Regions from separate parts of the Danio rerio genome. Here region 1 is linked to region 2. A link is a contact called in public HiCAR-type data. All regions are on one chromosome and are shown on one strand. Each heading gives the region's core, a stretch centred on a gene start, on an enhancer-like site or on the middle of the called end of the contact. The rest is flanking DNA. Distances are from core to core; before and after follow the strand shown.

Region 1 (6,681 bases), core at 4,114-6,613, 290 kb before region 2:
GAGAGGTAAACGGGAAAGGGAAGTCATACAGAGAGCGAGCCTGGAGGGCTGTGTGTGTGTGTGTGTGTGTTTTTAGATGTGTGGTACTGAAGGACATGGGCCATGACGGACATGGGAAACATTGAAGCTCTTTCTGACCATTTCCCCGATGCCCTGCAAAATACATGGACGAGAGAGACCACAAACAGTGTCTATACCACTACAGGAGTTTATCAGCATTCATGCATTACACAAGCAAACATCTATGACGCACGCTCACTGCCACAAATCCCCATGGTAAACATAACTGCTCTTCCAAATAATGATTGCAGCAAAAAAAAGCCTAATATATCCAAAATCCTTTCAAATCTTTTCATCCCTGGATTCCCTCTCCAATGTTTCTGAGATGCTTTGAATCCTCTTTGGCCGTTTCTGAGCTTGGCTGAAATCCCTTTCGATGGCCACTTACATCATTTAAATTCCTAATGCCATCGGTACCAATTTTGTCCGTCCAGCTTTAAATTTCCAACTTAAACTTCTGAATCAGAGTGAGTATTTGGGGTGAATGTAAGGTTTAATCTGTATATTCTGTGATAACCATTTGACATTACATCAACCTGTATTTTTTGCAAGTGCATAGACCCGCTCTTGACATTGGTGGGGAAATCCCTAGAGCGCATGCATTGAACAAACTGTTTTTGCACTTTCAAAAACATAAAGTACTAAATAATATAAAATAATGATGTAATAGTATAAATAACAATTAATGAATCAAGTTCCATGCTGCAAAATTTACATTATTTTACTGCAGTCTGCCTTTGAGGATCAAAATCAGTTTTATTACCAAGTGTGCTTCACTCACACAAGCAATTTGTTTTGAATACAGAAGCTTCCATGAAGTGACAACACAAAATACATATGAAAAAAAGAGGATAAACATTAAACAGAGATGCAGTTAGTCAAAAAGATCTAAATATTAAGTCGTAAGCACAGATTTATTATATATGTACAGGTTATAAGGTGCTATGTAATAAAGCGTATGAGAAAGTATTGGTTTGTATATTTCTATAAGGTGCTGCATACAAGATGCTTATAAGAAAGTATTGCACATGTTTATTGCACAGTAGGGGAATATTTAACTGTATTTTTATTTTTTATTTTTACTAACATTTATTTTAAGTAACATTAAAAAATAGTTTTAATGTTTTAAACTGAACTACACTCACCTTCTTAAGATTACTGTATATACTTAAAAATATATAAATGCAATAAAATATATGCAATCATTATGCAAAATTTATAAAGCTATTTATTCTGTTTTGTTGTTATATAAGGGATCAACCCGCATTGCAATGATAACTTTGGATTCTCGTCCTGAAGTTATCTTCATCTGCTGCCAGGACAGCTGAAGCTGGTTTAAAGTGAACACTCTATCTGTCCCTCTTCAGGTCTGGCCCTCCGTCCCGCAGTGAGCTCTCAGGGCTGATTAGGGCTCCTCAGAGGCTCTGTCTGCCTGCCCACTGTCAGTCTAATTGCAGCGAGTGTAGCCGGATCCCCGGGGAGCGCTGGTGTGAAATCCAGATATGATATGTACTATTAACTAAACTGCAAAAATCCCCACGCACACATGCTGCCTGAGCTCAGCCTGTGCAACAGAGACCGCTGCCTCTCTAGTACACTATGAGCAAGAAAGGAAACAACATTAAGGAGAGTGATAGGCCAGTATATTAGCTGGTATTTGGCCATTTTGAGATCAATATTGAAAAAAATTAACATGCTTGCATTGCTGATTAACAGATTTCTGATTTGTATGTCATTGATGTATAACCCCTTATAATACCTTCTGGTTTCTTTTGCCCCTAAAATAATATGTAAAAAGACCAATTTTGTTACAGATCTGATAAATATTTATCTTTTTTAAAGATATAACAACTTAAATACACACACAAACATACACAGACAGAGATGTGGTGGATATTCTAATTATTAGCAAGACTCTATATATATATATATATATTAGTCTGTGTTTCCCTCTTGTTGTGGATTATTAATTTGTTGCTTCTATGATGTCGGTGTGTTTCATGACCTTGTTTTGCTTTGTCTTAGTTTTGTTAATCTTCATTTCATTAAATCTTCGTTATGTGCTGCGTTTGGATCCACACTTTGTTTCTTCTTCACGCCGAGCCTTAACAACATCTTTAGTATCCCCCCGTTTCACATATATTTTTGGGAACAATATTTATGCTAAACTTATGTAAGAAAATTAATCTGTTACTTTTTGAAACGAATGTTTATTTTATTTAATAAATCCTGACAGTTTTTTTTAAATAATTTTATATTTAATTTTATATAATATATAATTTTATTAATAATTTTTTTTCAATAATTAAAATGAAAAGGACTTTTAAACTTAATTCCAGCAGGATATTGACAATTCTTATATATTACATACTGCAATCAAAAATCTGCAGGGTTGTTTAAACCCAACGCTGAGTCAAAAAAAAAAAAATCAACAAACCCATTGGGTTAAATCAAACAATTCAATTTAAATAAACTTTTACTTCTCAACCCATTATATTTTAAGCAAATATTCATTAAATGATTTATATATATAAATTCTTTGCAACAGTTTTGGCATTTTGGTGGTGTTGTTAAATCAGACAACAAACAAACAAACAAACAAATAAATAAATAAATAAATAAAATGGGTTTAAAATGAATAAAATGGAAAAAAAAAGCATGGTAACAATGCAGCATGGTAACAAAGGTGATATTGTTTCAGTATTGAAAAGTTGCTGATCAGACATTAAATGGTTTTAAGTTGATAAAAACATTTAGTTATGACTTTTTTTTAATCCACATGGACTCAAATACAATGTTAAATCTAATAAGCTAAGGTAACTCAAACCATTTAAGGAAACCAATTTCAACAAACCTTTTAAGTTTAAAAACTAATCCTAATGAGTACTGTGAACTTAATCTATTTTTCTTATAAACAAAGCAATTTGAGCACAGTAAAATCCAATAAATTAAGAGAACTCAAACCAACTGAGTATTGTAAAACCCAATAAGTTAAGGTAAATCAAACAGTTTGAGGAAACCGATTTCTACAAGCCATTTGAGTAAAAAAAAAAAAAAAAACTAATCTTTATGAGTACTGTAAACTTACATCATTTAAGTTGAAGTAATGATTTAATTAACTCAGAGTTCAAAAAAGAGTTCAAAACTCTTTTCATTAACTATCAGACAATTTTAAGTTAACTACACTTATTTCATTTGATCACGCTGACTGTTGGGTTTTACAGTGTATGAGAATAATATCCAAATGTTAAATCCACCACAAGATTCAAGTGTGGTGTCCCTCTTGTTTTCTCTCTCCCTGTTTCCCTCTTTCTGCACTAAATCAGGACAGATTTGAAGATAACTCTGGTTGCATTCCTTGTGTGCCTGCTTTCTCTGGGTTTCCTCTGCAGGCAGATCTTTTCCTCAGTGTATCCGTCTTCCCCTTAAATCTCCCCCATGTTTTCAGTAAGTAAAGCAGAGAGCGCCCTCTGTCCTCAGCTGCAGGAACAACTCTCACGCCAAACCATTGTCCTCCTCACACCAGAACATCTGCCAGCATGAGATCATTTTATAAACTCTGAGAAGCAAAAAAGACGAATGACAAAGGAATTAATCTTGCTCAAGGTATCTGTCCTGACAGTAACGGCAATCAGAAACAATTCAAGGCCCTCCGTCCTGACAGATCCCGAAATCAATTCCCTTGACAGTGAGTTATCACCCTGAAGTCTGGTGTGCATGAAACACTCCTTGCGGGAGCATGATTGACAGCAGCATCTCTATCTTTCCCATGCTGAATAGGACGATAGATAGAGAGAGAGAGCGCAGGAGATAATGGTGATAATTTCAAGGAGAATGAAGGATTTGGCATATTTCGAGGAGAGAGAATGAAAACAATCAGATGAAATGCAAGGAGTACAACTTGGCTTGCTGAAAAATAGAGATTTGGTGATGTTAGATGGTTTTAGCTGATGTGGCCAGTCTCCATGAGGCACACTGAATGTGGATGTAGCTGTTTTCCCACAAGCTGACAAGTGACCAAAATCAGTCATAAATCAGCAAGACGGACTTAACAAAGCAACATACAGATGCAGATAAGAAGGAAAAAGTACAAATTATATAGTAATTTTACATTAAATGTATGTTTGGACTTGAAGAACCACTCTCTTACAATAATACTCTTCAACTAAACCATATTGCATCTAATCAGCAGCTTCATGTGTTCATATTAAATTATCATGTGCCTTTATTTACCTTTATCTAATTAATATGTACCTTTACCTTAATATGTATCTTTTTACCATGCATTATATTTTTATCTACTGTCTTTCACCGTGATATCACTGATTCTCTATAAAATATTAGTTTCTTCTACGCTATATAAGCCCAAACTTACTCTAATAAACTTCAAACAGTTAAATAAATTACATTTTTGGGTGAAAATAAACACATATTTGCTTCTATAACACACACAAAAAAAATGCTTTTTAAAACGTTTATCCATGTTTTCTGAGTAAAAACAGACCTGAATGCATTACAAGGGTGAGTACTTTTTCCAGTGAACTCTAATCTCTAAATCCAACATCTAAAAGTCTCATAAACGCCAAACAACACCGACAGCTGAAGTGAAATCTGTTCAGGATGCAGTCTACTTGTTTACATGCACCATCCAACACAACATAATGTGGTAATGAGGTAAATATGCGCAGAAATGATAAATCTGAAGGATTTGCTCTCTAGTCATGAGTCATTCGGCAGCAGACGCCTCTCTGGGTGTTAAAGCCCTTCACGCCGGGGATCAATAAAAGAGCTTACACTTCCTCTACTCATTTCCATCGTCCTTCCATCCTTCAAGTAAACAATGATACACAGCCTGATCTGAGCAAAGATCTATGGGACGCGGTGACAAAGAGGAAAAAGCCCTCCGATCAATACTGCTTTTCATCTCGCTAATAATTTCATCTTTTGTCTGACATCTTGGCTCCGGCAAAGAGAGAGTTGTGTTACACGTTCGCTTCTCATGCATTCCAGCTTTTTAGAAATCAACCCTCTGTGTGTATTTTCCTACAGGCAGTGAGGGGTGCAGTGGCACAAAGCTCCCATAGAGGGGCGATATTTCCCACCACATATGACTTGTGTCCATCTTCCTCTCCGCCATCATTCACTTCTTGAAAAGTGAAAAGTTGCAGTTTCCACACAAACACACTCATATATGGAGACACAAACTGCCATGTCACATAAACAATGGCACACACAGGCGCAAACTTTGCCAACTTTCCTCTCACACGAATCTGACAAACACCAGGCTATAACTGGCATGCATAGCACAGCACTGTCCTTTCTCTCTCTTGCTCTCTCTCACTCTAATGCACGCACACAAAGAGAAAGAGAGAGATAAACTTTGAGTTTGAGGTCTCATTCAATAAAAGGATGAAATTTATTCATTTAAATAAAAAGACAATAACATTCATTAAACAGTATTTGGTAATCTTTTAGAATAATAGTCCATTAGTTCATGTATTTACTAACATCACAAATGAATACCATTGTAAAGCATTCATTAATCATAGTTCAGCATTTACTAATGCATTATTAAAATCCAGAGTTGTGCTTGTTACATTAGTTAATCAGGCCCGTTGCCCGTAGGGGGGGCCCTATATGAGGTAATTTGTCCCATTTTTGACAGTATCCCATCCTAAATTGTGAAAATAACCAGTAGAAGAAGGTTTTAAAAAGAATAACTGAAATTACTTTATTTTGATGCTCCCTTTAACAGATTTTGTTGAACTTAAGTTACATTGCATCTACATGCCAACTAATTCTCAATATGAGAAGGCTGTTAGGTTGGGGTTAGGGTTAGTGTAAGTTGACATGTACTTGCAAAGTTTCTTATAGTCAGTTAAATGTCTGTTGAAAGAGCAGAATCAGCAGATTATTAAGCAGACAGTCTACTAATACTCAAATGAGAAGTAATTGGCATGTAGTTGCAATGCAACCATCAAAGTAAAGTCTTACCGAATAACCAATAAAATAACCACTAAAAGAAGTCTTTTATTATTTAAATGGACAAATTCTGCCTGTTTTCCCAGAGATGGGTTGCGGCTGGAAGGGCATCCGCTGTGTAAAAGCGTGCTGGATAAGTTGGCGGTTCATTCCGCTGTGGCAACCCCAGATTAATAAAGCGACTAAGATGAAAAGAAAATGAATGAATGAATGAATTTTGCCTGAGCAATGAGTTGGCCAGTTTGTTATTTGCCTATAGGCTACAGTTACATTTTTTGTTTGTTTGTTTGTTTGTGTGTTAGTTTGTTTGTTTGTTTTCTATCATGAATGATAATAAATTAGCAATTAAAAAATACATATTTTCATATTTAAAAAAATTCTAATCTCATTAAATAATATATAAAGGCACATCTGTAAATAAACATACATCTTTGTAAACAAAAAATATATATATTATAATAAGCACTTTGACAAAAATGGAGGAAGTATTTTTGTCGCATTAAAAAGTGTGGTAATGATAGCAAGCTAGTTCAGCGCAAATTAGTGCTTAAAATGTCACTAAAATGCAGTATTTAAACCTTGAATAACTGTAAATAGGTCCACTTTTTGAGAAAAAAGAACCACTCCTTTTAATAGGCT
Region 2 (6,509 bases), core at 2,164-4,663:
TCGGGTCACCACTGAAACAAACTCACAAGAGCACAAGCTGCAAAACACCATCTTTGATAGTTTAGACGTACGTGCTGGTTTTCTGCCAAAATGTGTTTATTGTGAATTGAAGTTCAAAGCTGCACCCTAAATATTGGACGATGAAAAGCGATGTCGGCGGCGATGGTGAAAACTGTGTGCATCAGACATGCATTGGAGGTAAGGAGCAAACAGCTGTTGCATGGATATGAAAGATGCAGAACAGACGTGTATGAAGCTTGGCGCCCGCTGTTAGCCTGAGGTTAACGGGCTGAGTGTGTGTCATTTCTGAGAACAGGAGACTCCGTCGCCATCACAAACACAACTTTTCCCTACTTTTAGAAATCATGCATTTACACACACTCACACACAGGGATATTTTGGTGAGGTTTGGTGCATTTCGATGGAGATGATCATCGAATGTGGCCTAACAGTGCCATCTACGTTCAGGGAGAGGAAATAACCTACGTTGATGTTCAGGAATGTATTCACTATTGCATTGTTTGCACTGCAACAAAAAAAATAATAATAATAAATAAAAAACGTTGCATAATTTGAGTTTTGTCTTGTTTATAATCCAAATATAATAAAATATTTCTTAAATCAAGAAGCATTTTCTAGACAAGTAAAAAAGGAAAAATTAAGTGAGTTTTTCCTTAAAAGAAGTTATACATTTTCTGCTAATTTAACACTTTAGTTTAAGTCACTAATTATGCTATTTATACTGGCTTATTACCTGCTTATTATTGCAATATTAACCTTTTATAGTATTTTTAATTATTATTATCTTTTAAACTCAGTCGATGTTTTTTATTTTTTTTTTATTTTTTTTTTTTTCCGGGGTTTTCACCTTTATTTTGACAGGACAGTAGAGAGACTTGACAGGAAAGCATGGGGAGCAGAGAGAGGGGAAGGATCGGTATAGGACCGCGAGGCGGAATCAAACCCGGGTCGCCGCGAGCACCGGAGTGCATATGTCGACGCACTAACCACTACACCACTGGCGCCGACAACTCAATCGATGTTTAAGAATGTAAGCTATTGCATTGGTTGCAGTGCAAAAACATAATAATTTCTTCTTATTTGGAGTTTAGTCTTGTTTCTAGTCCAAATATCTAAAAACTATCTTAAATCAAGAAGCATTTTCATTCATTTTCTTGTCGGCTTAGTCCCTTTATTAATCCGGGGTCGCCACAGCGGAATGAACCGCCAACTTATCCAGCTAGTTTTTACACAGCGGATGCCCTTCCAGCCGCAACCCATCTCTGGGAAACATCCACACACACATTCACACACTACAGACAATTTAGCTTACCCAATCACCTGTACCGCATGTCTTTGGACTGGGGGAAACCGGAGGAAACCCACGCGAAGGCAGGGAGAACATGCAAACTCCACACAGAAACGCCAACTGAGCCGAGGTTCGAACCAGCGACCTTCTTGCTGTGAGGCAACAGCACTACCTACTGCGCCACTGTCTCGCCCAAGAAGCATTTTCTAAACAATTAAAAGATGCTGTATTGTTTCCAGAAATAGCCAAAATTAAGTTAAAAATGATCTGCCAGTATGCTGAAAATAATTGGTAAAATAATCGGTAACACTTTAGTTTATGTCATAGTCACTCGCTGTCTTCAAAAAGAGACTGAAAACTCAACTATTTAGTCTCCACTTTCCTTACCAATATGCAATTCCCTATCTGGCTCCTCCACTAACTACAAAAAACACTAATCTTTTGCTTCCCTCACTGAATTTACACACCTGAAACTTGCCTACAGCACTTACTCATTGTTGCTCTTATAGATGTGTAAATTGCTTCCCTGTCCTCATTTGTAAGTCACTTTGGATAAAAGCGTCTGCTAAATGACTAAATGTAAATGTAAATATTCACTACTGGCTTATAACCTGCTTAATATTGCAATATAAACCTCTTATGGAATTTATTAACCTTTTTTTTACCATGTTGACGTTTATGAATGCATTCGCTATGGCATACAGTACAAAAAAAAAAGTATTTACTTTGAGTTTTGTGTAGTTTCTACTACAAATATATAAAAAATGTCAATCAAAACTCTTTTGTTTTCAGAAATAGTCAAAATGAAGTGAGCTTTCCTTTAAAATAAGTTATAAATGATCTTCCAGTAGGTTAAGAAAAATAAATTAGTAACACTTTAGTTTAAGACACAATTCATGCTGTTCTCGACTGGCTTATTACCTGCTTATTATTGCACTTGTAACAGTTTTTTGGTAGTTTTTAGTAATATGATTTCATTCTACACCCTCAATCTTACCCAAAACCTAAACCCATCCTCCAGCATTCATTTATATTAATATATTTACTGAGCTAATTGCCTCAGTTACTGTAATTGGTTGTGAACAGCACAAATGGTGACTTAAAGTGTTACCAAATAATCTTATTTCAAAACTTAAATAAGATTTTACTGAGAACACCGGCAGATTATTCAGCTTATTTTAAAGAAAAACTGTTGTACTTTACAATAAGGTTTCATTAATTAATGTTAGTGAATGTATTTACTAACATCAACTAATAATAAACATCTTATAGAGCATTTAATAATGATAGTTTACATTTTTAATATCAATGCTTGCTAACATTAGTTAAAGCACTGTGAGTTAGCATGAACAACTTTATTTCCATTAACTGACATCGACAAAAACAAATAAATACTGTAATAAATGTAGTGTTTATTGTTTATCCATGTTAGTAAATGTATTAACTAATACTACCTTATTGTTTATTACTTATTATTATTATATTATTATTATTATATTAACTGTTCATTATTAGTTATAAAGTATTAGCTTATTCTGCATCTCTAATCCTTCCCAAAACCTAAACCCAGGTTTATTAAGCTAGTAGTGTTTATTAAGTGGTTTATTAAGCTAGTAGTGTTAGCTAATACTTTGTTAATACTGTGAATTGTGATCTAAACTAAAGTGTTGCCAAAAAATCCTTTCTGATGTACAATTTATTTGGGATTTTTACTGGAAACAAGACAAAAATGCACATTTTTTTGCAGTTTCTCAACTGCTGGGATGATTTATTAGTTGCCCTTTGGAGCATGAAGAGTTTACCTTTTTCTGCAGCACATTGACCTTGCGTTCCTTGACGTCAAGCATGTCTTTGAGGTCGTGAATTTCTCCGTTGAGCGTGCCTTTCTCCTCCGACACCTCTTGAATCTGCTTGCTCTTTTTATTCAGCGTGGCCTCCTTCTCCTCCAGACGCAAACGCAGAGCATCGACCTGAAATGCGCAGGGAAAAAGACATTGGTACAGATGCATGAAGTGACAGCTAACGTGCGTTAAAACACTATTATTCATGACATTGTACAGGAACGCAATAATACTTTGCCAGTCAGGCCACATTAACCGTCAGCTAAACTCCATGAATCACATGCTGGCACTGGTAACACTGGATTATGATAAAAAGTGTGATGATAGACTAACTACAGAATTAAAAGCACACAAAGAGGCCATTCATAAGCCTCTGCAATTTCACAACAGCGCAGGAAGGTGCTCGATACAATAGTGACACCTAAAGGTGAGCAGGGAAAACTGCATTGAATACAACAGCTTTTTTTAAGCGACAAAAAATTATAAAGGGAAAAAAAGACATCCAACGATTATCAATATAGGCAGAATATAGTGGTTTTTTAAAAATAAATAAAATAAATAAATCAATAATACCATAGTATAACATACATTATATATACACACATTATATATATATATATATATATATATACATACATATACATTATATATATATATATATTTTTTTTTTTTTATTATTGTTAGCTTTTTATGATGAATTATGTGAATTTACATCATTCTTTTTATTTTCTTTCTTCTTTTATTTACATTTTTTATATTTGTTTTTATATGTTTTACACTTGAAATCTTTTTATATTTGTTAAGAAATTGACTTATTTTTTTCTGAAGCTTTAGTGTCCAATTACTAGATCAAAGAGCTTTTATTTGATAAAAATATAATTTTTATTTTATAAAAAAAAAAATTGCTGCCCCTTTCTACTAAAAACCCAAAACACAAATAAACACAATAATTTATGCTTTAAAAATAATACTGCATGGATCATAAGTGATAAAATAACATTTAGTAGCATTTTTATAGTTATATTCATATCTAACTTAACATAATTTATAATAATAATAAAATAATAATAATAATAATAATAATATAAATATTATTAATAATTAATACATAACATAAAGGTTAATAAAAATACTACTACTACTACTTATAATACTATTAATAATACTACTAATACTACTACTACTACTAATAATAATAATAATAATAATAATAATAATAATAATAATAATAATAATAAACTGATAATATAAAGATTGATAATAATATTAATAATAATTATTATTATTATTAAAATATAAAGATGGTAATTATAATAATCATAATAATAACTAATATAAAGACAAAACAGAATTAGTAATAATAATAATAATAATAATAATAATAATAATAATATAGATTAATAATTAGATATAAAGATATAAAAGTAATAATTGTATTAAAATAAATAATTAAAATTACTATTCTGATATACTTGTCATCTACAGTAATATTATGGCTACATAAAAATCTAACAACACTGCTAAAATCATTCAAATTCATTTAAGTAATAATAATTTTAAGTAATAATAATTTTAGGTCAATCTATTTTGAGAAACTGATTTGATCAATTTATTGCAATGACTTAAATTAAAAAGAATATTTCACCTTGACATTTTAACAGTACCTTGAACCAAAATAAAAACAATACATTTAAAATAAAAATATTTAAACAAACTTTAAAAGTTTGTTTTAAAGTTTGATCTTTGACAAATCTGTATGCATTTTGTTTTAAAAAGAGTCAAATAAACTAAAATATCTTGTTCCTGATTTCAATGACAGTGGCCATTGTCAGAACTGGGAAAGTAACTTCTTATGATCATCCTAGAAGTTTCATTTAAAATGGGTAGATAAACAATAAATAAATCTTGGCATGGCATAATTTTCTGAGAAATTTTATTTTGATGAAAGGGAAAAAATAGGGAATAGTAGGGTATAGTAGGGAAAAATAATGAATGTCAATTTATTCCCATTACAAAACTCGCACCTCAGTCTGCAGGATGGCGGCACGCTGTTCTTTGGCAGTGAGAGACTCTTTGAGGACATCGATGTGCTGTTTGCTGTCAGAAAACTGATTGGTCAGGGTCTCCAGTTTAGTCTGCAGGCCCAAAAGTTCAGAGTCCTTCCTGGACAGATCCTGCTTCACCTGGTCAATCTGTGCAACACAAACAGTGGATCTGAAAACTCAAACTCTTCTAATGTTTAAATCGTAAAATATATACACAAATTAGGCTGGCAAAATTAATTGATTTGTCATTTTAGCAAGGATCTCAATAAATAAACAAGTATATATATATATATATATATATATATATATATATATATATATATATATATATATATATATATATATATATATATATATATATATATATATATATAGTTTTTTAATTAAAAAATTAAATAAATTAAAACACTATATTTGAAATATTATAAAAATACTTTTAATTTAAAATATAATAATTATAATGTAAAAATTAATAATTATGTTAAAAAATAAACAATGTGACAAGATAATTTGTAACATTAATAATAATAATAATAATAATAATAATAATAATAATAATAATACATTATTATTATTATTAATATTATTATTATTATTATTATTGTTGTTGTTGTTGTTGTTGTTATTATCACTACAAAAATAATCATAATTATATTATTATTATTAATAATAATAATTATAATATTAAAAATAATTAATAATAATGATAATAATTAACAATAATTGTTGTTGTAATTTTTATTGTTATTATATTACATAAAAGAAATAATATACAATAATTTATTATTATATTAATAATAAATAATATTGATAATAAATTATCTTATTTCGACTAAAACCCAATAAGAAGCAAAAATCATTCAAATTCATGTAAGTCATTTAAATCTGGCAAAAACCGTTGAATTAGTCACTTTAGACATACAAATAACCCAGCAGCAATTCCTGTCAAGAATAAAACATAAAACTAAAGTATCAAAAAGGTTAAAAAGTTCACATAAAACTCCAAAACTCTTTACATAAACACATTTTTAGACAACAAACAGAGTTAATTCACTTCAAAACAGACAAACAAGTGTTCATTTGCAACAATTCTAGCAGTCTTGATGCATTCCCAGCATGCACCGGGGTAGCAGTAGCAGGTTAGCACGGCCTAAAGCTGCATCTCTACTGGCTGCCAGTCAACCGAGTGAAGAAAAGAGGCGTGCTCAGATGCAGAAGAGGTTCATTCAGATAGAAAATGAAAAAAAAAAAAAAGACTCAAGCCTCCTGGACATTAGTGCTCTACTCCAACCAGCACTACAAACAAGAGAGGAA

The links. HiCAR-type assays count read pairs that join an accessible place to other places.
Region 1: a contact with region 2 is called in a HiCAR-type map of caudal fin, with 13 times the contacts expected there. The contact joins two enhancer-like sites. A contact is called at or near these places in 7 of 18 Hi-C or Micro-C datasets (caudal fin, embryo, fibroblasts and 2 more) and 1 of 4 datasets of contacts at active chromatin or transcription factors (caudal fin).

The regions. Positions count from the first base shown.
Region 1 is chr4:9,051,908-9,058,588 of GRCz12tu, reverse strand. The region is part of intron 1 of wnt5b (wingless-type MMTV integration site family, member 5b); the gene reads right to left. Among named protein-coding and RNA genes, the nearest start is that of wnt5b, 24 kb to the right of the region's middle. Within about 2 kb of position 5,363, at least 23 of the 62 cell types and tissues checked have an H3K27ac peak or open chromatin away from gene starts, as enhancers often do.
Region 2 is chr4:8,756,740-8,763,248 of GRCz12tu, reverse strand. erc1b (ELKS/RAB6-interacting/CAST family member 1b) reads right to left here. Exons shown (of 21, transcript XR_012401815.1): 7 at 5,175-5,342; 8 at 3,112-3,279. Among named protein-coding and RNA genes, the nearest start is that of erc1b, 59 kb to the right of the region's middle. Within about 2 kb of position 3,413, at least 4 of the 62 cell types and tissues checked have an H3K27ac peak or open chromatin away from gene starts, as enhancers often do.